Linked DNA regions of Mus musculus: region 1 is linked to region 2. A link is a contact called in public HiChIP or PLAC-seq data. All regions are on one chromosome and are shown on one strand. The core of a region is the stretch at or near the end of the contact, and the rest is flanking DNA. Distances in the headings are between cores, read along the strand shown. Region 1 overlaps Eif4ebp2 (eukaryotic translation initiation factor 4E binding protein 2). Region 2 overlaps Pald1 (phosphatase domain containing, paladin 1).

What was found. HiChIP or PLAC-seq counts read pairs in DNA pulled down with a chosen protein or histone mark.
Region 1: a contact with region 2 is called in an H3K27ac HiChIP or PLAC-seq map of embryonic stem cells, with 6 read pairs. The contact joins two enhancer-like sites. A contact is called at or near these places in 1 of 484 Hi-C or Micro-C datasets (cardiomyocytes), 4 of 115 datasets of contacts at active chromatin or transcription factors (the NIH/3T3 cell line, embryonic stem cells and stem cell-derived neural progenitor cells) and 4 of 9 other capture datasets (adipose tissue, embryonic stem cells, liver and 1 more).

Annotation. Positions count from the first base shown.
Region 1 is chr10:61,437,693-61,441,891 of GRCm38.p6, forward strand. All of the region lies in intron 1 of Eif4ebp2 (eukaryotic translation initiation factor 4E binding protein 2), which reads right to left. Among named protein-coding and RNA genes, the nearest start is that of Eif4ebp2, 13 kb to the right of the region's middle. Within about 2 kb of position 2,884, at least 11 of the 459 cell types and tissues checked have an H3K27ac peak or open chromatin away from gene starts, as enhancers often do. A contact at or near this core is called in embryonic stem cells, where this site is marked.
Region 2 is chr10:61,335,329-61,339,663 of GRCm38.p6, forward strand. Pald1 (phosphatase domain containing, paladin 1) reads right to left here. Exons shown (of 20, transcript NM_013753.2): 18 at 3,871-4,011. Among named protein-coding and RNA genes, the nearest start is that of Prf1, 40 kb to the left of the region's middle. Within about 2 kb of position 1,368, at least 33 of the 459 cell types and tissues checked have an H3K27ac peak or open chromatin away from gene starts, as enhancers often do. A contact at or near this core is called in embryonic stem cells, where this site is marked.

The sequences.
Region 1 (4,199 bases), core at 1,634-4,133, 100 kb after region 2:
CTATTTATTTGTTTGTTTGTTTATTAATTTTATGTAAGTACACTGTAGCTGTCCTCAGATACTCCAGAAGAGGGCATCAGATTTCGTTACAGATGTTTGTGAGCCACCATGTGGTTGCTGGGATTTGAACTCGGGACCTTTGGAAGAGCAGTCGGCACTCTTAACCACTGAGCCATCTTGCCAGCCCCATAAATCTTTTTTAAAAAAAGTTAAAAATAGCATTTCTATAGAGTCTACCCATCCCCCCCTAGGGCATAGCTCCAAGGAAATGAAATTAGTAGCTCAGAGACAGAGTTACAAAGTCATTCATAATGGCAAATTCACAGTCTGTCAGAATTGCTGGGGGTTGGGATGAGGCGCAGGAGAACTGCTACCAGTATGGGGTCAACCATGGGCTACACATACGTTTCAGATCAACCTTCTGTAGGAAAATATAAGAATGAGACCTTGTCTCAAAAAGCCAATAAACCAAGCCGAGTGTGGCAGCACATTCCTTTAATTCCCTGGGAGGAACTTGGGAGGCAGGTGCATCTCTGAGTTCAAGGCCAGTTTGTTCTACAGAGTGAGTTCTAGGACAGCCAAAGCTATACAGAGAAACCCTGTCTTAAAAAAACAAAACAAAACAAAACAAAACAAAGCCACAGGCTAGAGAGATGGCTCAGTGGTTAAGAGTACTGCTCTTCCAGAGGTCCTGAGTTCAGTTCCCAGCAACCACATGGTGGCTCACAACCATCTGTAATGGGATCTGATGCCCTCTTCTAGTGTGTCTGAGGACAGCTATAGTGTACTCATATACATTAACTCAGACAGGCATCTGAATTATGAGCAATGAGCCCATTCTATGCCTCTAGATTGCAGAAAACTCAGTATGAATGACTAAGTGTTTGAGAGTAGCTGATATATTTGTTGTCCCTGAATCCAGCACTTTAAGTCTGATGCCAGCTAGAAACCCTCTGGCTCTATACTCAAGCCACACTCTGTGCAGCTGAAGCTGCTATACCCAACTGGCAGTGCCAAGGTTGGTTCTGTGCTCCTCCAGGTCCTCTCAGGTGTTCCCATGGCACAATACCACGGATTGCCCGGTGGTTTCTAGTGATGGACTGGTGGGTGAGAGAGAAGCAAGCTTCCAGCCATTCCTTCTTATGGAGACAGGGACCTCATCACTGGAGCCCCACTCTCATGGTCTCATCTATAGGCAACCTCCCCAGCACTCTGTCCACCATACTGCACCGCACAGCTTCTCTGGGACTGTGCTCACAGATTCCTAGCCACCCGAGTCTGATGCTTCTTCCTAACATGTGGGGAACCCATGATCGGAACGTGGCTATAGGGCAGAAGGCTGTAACAAAGAAGGGGGAGAGCTTTAGCTGATTTGACTTGCCTGACACCCCCACTTTTGACTAACATTTTTGGGGGTATAGTTAAATGTTCATATTCATGTATATATTAGGTAGTTATCAACTTGGGGGTATTTAGCACATTTACTACCATAAATTTTTGTCGTATTTTCTGTTTTTTACAAAAATCATTTGTTTTATGTGTATGAATGTTTTGCCTACATGTATGTGTGCATATGTCTGTGTGCCTATGGATGGTTGTGAGCTGCCACGTGGGTGATGAACACTGAACCTGGGTCCTCTCCAAGAACATCGAGTACTCTTAACTGCTAAGCCATCCACCCAAGCCCCATATCATTTTATTTTGTGAGACAGAACCTCTCTATGCAGCCCTGCTGGCCACGATCTCAAGTGACCTCCTGCCTCAGCTTTGTAAATGCTGGCATTACAGGTAAGCACTTCACACCCAGCCCAAATGTCTCTTCTTTTTTTAATGACAGTATGTATGTATATACATGAAAAGGCATGTATATGTCAGGGGTCTTTTCTTTCCTTAAAAGATTTATTTATTGCCGGGCGGTGGTGGGCATGCCTTTAATCCCAGCACTTGGGAGGCAGAGGCAGGTGGATTTCTGAGTTTGAGGCCAGCCTGGTCTACAGAGTGAGTTCCAGGACAGCCAAGGCTATACAGAGAAATCCTGTCTCGAAAAACAAAAAAAAAAAAAAAACAAAAAAACAAACAAACAAAAAAAAGACTTATTTATTATGTATACAGGGGTATGTTTGCATGTATGCCTGCAGACCAGTAGAGGGCATTGATCCCATTACAGATGGTTGTGAGCCACCATGTGGGTGCTGGGAATTGAATTCAGGACCTCTGGAAGAGCAGTCAGTGCTCTTAACTGCTGAGCCACCTCTCTAGCCCCAGTAGGGGTCTTTTCTGTTCTCTTCTACCATGTGGGACCCAGGGATTGAACTCAGATCATCAGGGTTTTTTTCGGAGATCACTAAAATTTCTTGATAGTGCATTCAAATCCTGTCTTCTAACTATGGCTACACAATAATCTAATGTGCTGCTATAATTATATCTGTATAAATGGCAGGATAAATGTCCTTCCTTTTCCAAGGTTTTGCTGTGTTTTCAAAGTGCTAAGTGGACAATTTCAAAGATTTCTTAAGTTTCAAATAACTTGTGTTAGGAGAGCATGCTTTCAATTATCCTCAGTTACTGCTGAGCTCTTGCTGCTCCACCTTACAGCCGAAGGTCACCGCAGGAGGGGTGGAGGAAATCAGCAGCAGGCTCTGTCTGCTGCTCCCTGCAGTCTCCAGCACCTTCTATACAACACCTTCTATAACCCATCCCTGGGTGGGTCGGGAAGATGCTGGGAATGTGCACTACATCTGCTAATCTCAGCAGGTGCCACGCCCTAACCACTAAGGGACGACACTGATTTAAGATCTAGATATCCATGTACAGGTTATAGTGTAGACAGCCATTCTCCTGGAGCACGCCCCAATATGGACTGGCCCAGTCACATGCTACCTGGCTGCAGAACTGCTGTTTTCCAAATGACCTCAGACTTCACACTCCAGTAGGCAGTAGGAAGGCACCAATTCACACAGTGCAGTCTTTTCCTTGCTGGCCACCCTAGCTGACATGAAGCCACTCCCCTGTCCAGACTTACCTGGACCCTGGTGAGCCTTACTCCTCACGTGCTTACTAGTTTTCCAATACACAAAGCTTTGGAGAAAAGTTCCAGATATGCCAACCGCATATCTTTAAACACACAGAGCTGAGGACTGAACCCACCATCTTGCTTATGCTAGATAAGTGTTTTACCACTGACTAAATCTCCAGCTTACTCTTTATAGTCTGAATACAACAAGCACATACAGAGAATTTTTTTTTTTTTGCATATATATCTCTATCTCCATCCATATCCCCTTGATGGCTCTCTACCCTCTCCCACCCCCCACTCCACCCCCAAGTCCTGAGGATTGAACCCAGGGGCATGTGTTACATGATGGCATTCTTTGAGGCATAAAGAGAATTTTTTATTTTTATGATTTACTTTATGTATGAATACACTGTAATTTTCAGACACACAAGAGGACATCAGATCCCATTACAGATGGTTGTAAGCTACCATGTGGTTGGAGGGGATTGAACTCGGGACCTCTGGAAGAGCAGAGGTCTTAACCACTCAACCATCTCTCCAACCCCATAAAGAGAATTTTAAAAAAAGTTTCTAAATTCCTGGCTGTCCCAGAACTTATAGTAACCACCATCCGTTGCACCCCTTCCCCTCATACACACACTTGAGTCCTAAATGCTGGGCTCATATGTGCCACTACCAGGCCCTGGCATTTGTATGAGATCCAATATATATTTGTTGTTCTGCTTGTACTTTTGATATCAAGCCTAAGAAATGACTTCATCCATGGTTAGTTATGAGCGCTGTTGCCTGCTTTTCTACGAACTCTACCCGTGAACCGTGGGTCCAAACTCAGCGTCTGTGTGTGGACACACAGTTGTACTGTGGGCACCAATTGCTGAAAAGAGGTCCCATTTGAATTGCTATGGCAGCTTTACTGGGGAGGGAGAGTGAGCAGTGCGTGTGTTTGCGTCATGTGTGTGCATGTATGCTGTGTTTGTGCTTGTGTGTTGGGCGGGCACACTACTCCTGGCCTCTCAATTCCTTTCCATTGATACACATGCAAATGCAAATCACAAGTTTTGAAACCAGGAGATGAGAGTCCTCCAAGACTGTATTTTTACTTTCTACAATCATGTGGTTATTTCAGGTCCTTTAGAGCTCCATATGAAATTCAAGATTGCTCCCAAGGCAGCTTGGACTGACC
Region 2 (4,335 bases), core at 118-2,617:
TCCAAGTAATGATACCCTCACACAGACAGACATGCAGGAAAACACCATTGTACATAAACTAACATATATATTATATATTACTTATATAATATATATTATTTAAATAATTTGTTTATCTAAATATATATCTTTAAAAGAACTTGTCCTAGGGGTTGGGGAGATGGCTCAGGTACTTGCACACGAGTGTGAGGTCCCAAGTTTGAATGCCCAGAACTCGCGGTAAGCCAGATAGAGTAGCTCTTGCCTGTAATTCCAGCATTCCTACAGTAAGCTGGGGAGGGGGAGACAGAAGAATGTCTTGAAGCTCAGAGCGATCTAACCAACAAAAGACCCCGTCTCAAAACAAGGTGGGAGGAGCCAGAAAGGTGGCTTGGCCAGTAAGAGCGTTTGCTGTACAGGCAAGTGGTCCAAATTCAAGGTGGGAGGAGAGAACCTTGGACCCCCACATGCTCGCTGTGACAAGCCTCCCCTCCCGTCATACACACACCAACATAAATAAAATTACTTTAAAAAAGAAACACACAAGCCGGGTGTGGTGGCACACACCTTTAGTCCCAGCACTTGGGAGGCAGACACAGGTGGATCTCTGAGTTTGAGGCCAGCCAGGACTGCACAGAGAAACCCTGTCTCGAAAAACCAAATAAATAAATAAGCACACACACACACACACACACAACCTAACTTACTGAACACCAGTGGGGCCCTAGGTTCAATGGGAAAGTGATGGGGAGGAATTTTACACACACACACACACACACACATTACACACACACACATTACACACACACACATTACACACACACACATTACACACACACACACACACACACACACACACACACACACACACACACACACACACACACACACAAAACCTAACTTACTGAACACCAGTGAGGCCCGAGGTTCAATGGGAAAGTGATGGGAGGAATTTTACCCTAACTTAGCTCACTTGCGCCACCTGGTGGCCACACTGGTAAGTAACTGCATTAACTTACACTTTAACTTCTGATCCTCTGCATAGAGCCCTGGTGGGACTCTGGGATTCCATCTCATGGAGTGAGCACCAACTTGGCCTCGGAGATGTGAGGGGAGTCCTGTGAAATGTGAGGGGAGTCCTGGCGGGGAGATGGGAAAGGGCGTCTCTTTCTTGCTTAACTTCCTCCATTAGACACTCTACTGCGAAGGAGCTACCCTCTCTAACATACAGCACTGTCCCCGCGACGCCCCCTTCCCCATCCCTACCACCTCACCCCCCCCAAGAGTAAAGCCAGCTACCTGTTTAGTCTCACTTTTGGTGACAACACTGTGCTACCAGAGGACCTTCAGTGCCTCGAAACCCACCATGAACCTTTAGGTCTCCTGGCCTTTGCCCGGGCAGCCCCTGATGCCTGCAGCGACTCCTTCTTGGGCTGTCTGAGGCCAGTCTATAGCTTCTCCCTGCAGTGCTAGCCCCTATGTTTCCTGTTGTCTCTCTCTCTCTCTCTCTCTCTCTCTCTCTCTGTGTGTGTGTGTGTGTGTGTGTGTGTGTGCTCACAGCACACATCAAGGAACAGGAACTGAGGGCCTGTGAGCTTTGGAGTTGGGGTGGAGAGAACGAGGCTCTAACAGGGCCTGGCCCACGTCCTCTGGAGCAGGTCTAAGCACTGCCTGGGCCTCCAGCAGCCAGAATGGGGAGAGGCCTCAGCTCTCACGCAGCTCTCACATTCTGAATGGGAATTCCAAATTGTGACGGTGAGTGTGCTGCCTAGTTTTATACCAACTTGACTTGGGCCAGTGTCACTTAAGAAGAGAGACCCTCAAATGAGGCCCCACTAGATAGGCTTGTGGGAAGCCTGTGGTACATTTTTTGGATGGATGTTTGATGTGGCCCAGTCTACTGTGGGTGGTGACACCCCTGAAGTGGCCCTGAAGTTGTTATAAGAAAGCAGGCCGAGCAAGCCTTGAGAAACAAGTCAGTAAGCAGCTCCCCTCCATGGCCTATACATCAGCTCCTGCCTTCAGGGTCCTGCCTTGAAGTTCTTCCCTGACTTCCCTGGATGGTAGACTACAGGCTGGAAGATGAAATAACCCTTTCCTCCCCAAGTTGCTTTTGGTCATGGCGTTTTATCAGAGTAACAGAAACCCTAGGACAGTGTGAGACTCAAAGGAACCTGGAGATGGGAATCTAATCACAGAGACACTGTGCCATCCAACGTGTGCCAAGTCCACTTCTGAAGCTCCTGGTCCGTCAGCTCCTCCCCACGCGAGGACAGACTCGAGTCTGAACTTTCCCCCGGTCTTATCCCACACGCATGGCCTGCCTCCAAACAGGACCTGCCTTCTGACCCGGTTAGGATCTGACCTCAAGACCCCAAGCCAAGGTTGTTCTGGATCATTCTGCTCATGTGTCCATGAGCAAGAATGGAGACTGAACAAGTTGCCCGTGATACAGTCTTCTCTTATCCGCCACGGGGCAGAAGCTGCCCTGAAAATCACCCAGCCGTGGCATTCACTGCCGCCTCTTGATGCCATACAGTACCGCCCCCACACACCTGCTACCAGGCTGAGAAACAGGGCTCTATGTTCCCACGACCAACCCAGTTCTCACACCTCCGAGGCCCGAAGCTGCAAACTCCACCACCTGTCCAGCTCTCGGGTCCAAAGAGAGGCAGAGAAGGAAACACTGGAGACCCGGGCAGACTCAAGGGCACATTATTTCTAAATAGCTGCAAGTCCCAGATTCATGTTAAATCTGAACCATCCTGGAGCTCTTACTTTTACAATTTAATGAATCATTAAAAAATAACTTGAGTGGTGGCATACACCTTTAATCCCAGCACTTGGGAGGCAGAGGCAGGCGGATTTCTGAGTTCGAGGCCAGCCTGGTCTACAAAGTGAGTTCCAGGACAGCCAAGGCTACACAGAGAAACCCTGTCTCGGAGGAGAAAAAAAAAAAAAACTTGAGCCGGGTGCTGGTGGCGCACGCCTTTAGTCCCAGCACCCAGAAGGCAGAGGCAAGTGGATTTCTCTGAGTTCGAGGCCAGCCTGGTCTACAAAGTGAGTTCCAGAACAACCAGGGCTACACAGAGAAACCCTGTCTCAAAACAAACAAACAAACCAAAAATAAATAGATAGATAGATAGATAGATAGATAGATAGATAGATAGATAGATAGATAGATAGATTAACTTTGGAGGGCTGGCAATATGGCTTGGTGGGTAAGGGTGACTACATCAAGGCTGACCACCCAAATCCATTCCTCCACAATCCACATGGTAGAAGGAAAGAATCAACTCCTACAAGCTGTCCCTGACCCCCACGCTCACCCAGCATGCACACAGATAAGTAAATATATGTAAAATAAAGTAAGTGCTCTGAGCAAACAAACATCTAAGTGAGGACCAGACCCAGCCCCCAAACAGGGTAGATGAACCTGTCCTGGGGCTCAGCAGCCACACCATGCAACGCTGACCTTAACCCTTGGTAACTGTCAGTCACACCACCACCTGCCTGATTCTGCTTGGCCTCTGGGACCCCAGGATCACACACTAGAATTGTATCCCATGCCACAGGGGTCTTGGGTATTCCTCTTCACTTGGCCCCTCCCACAGCAGGTTTTAATCTGTATGTTATCCCCGGGGAGTGGGAGGGGGCCAAAGCAGGTGGGAGTGGTTAAGGGCTGCTGCCCTTTCTGTTTCCAGATCCATATGCCTTTCTAAGAGGTAGGACCAAAACAAAAAGCAAACAAACCAACAAACAAAAAAACCAGAAACCCTAGGAAGGGCCCACAGGACCTGCTGCCTCCTAAAGCCCGCACCATCAACCTCACTCCCCCAATATGAACCACAGGCCATCCTGCAGAGCTAGGGACCCAGGGCCAGCGCTCACCTGTCGGTAGGTGGATATGATGATCTCCCGAAGGTGGTAGTGCATAGGTGTCATAGTCTCGCTGACAATGTCCAACGCCGCATCCACCTCCTTCTTCACGTGGTGGCCGTCGGGCAGCAGCTGTACCACCTTCATCACCACCTGGGGCCAGAGGAGGGGTGAGAGGACAGAAAGTCAAGGGGGACCTCAGCCTGAGTCCTCCTGCCCACTTGGGGGCAGTAAGGAGCTATGGTATCACCTAGGCGACACATCCACAGGTTCCTACAACAGAAGGCACACATGGTGCTGACAGGGAGAACCAGGGAGATAATAGGAGAGCCGGGGAGATGATGGGAAAGCCAGAGGTGATGGGAGAGCCAGGGAGATGATGTCAGTAAACTACAGGAAGGTTTTTTGTTTGTTTGTTTGTTTGTTTTGGTTTTTCGACACAGGGTTTCTCTGTATAGTCCTGGCTGTCCTGGAACT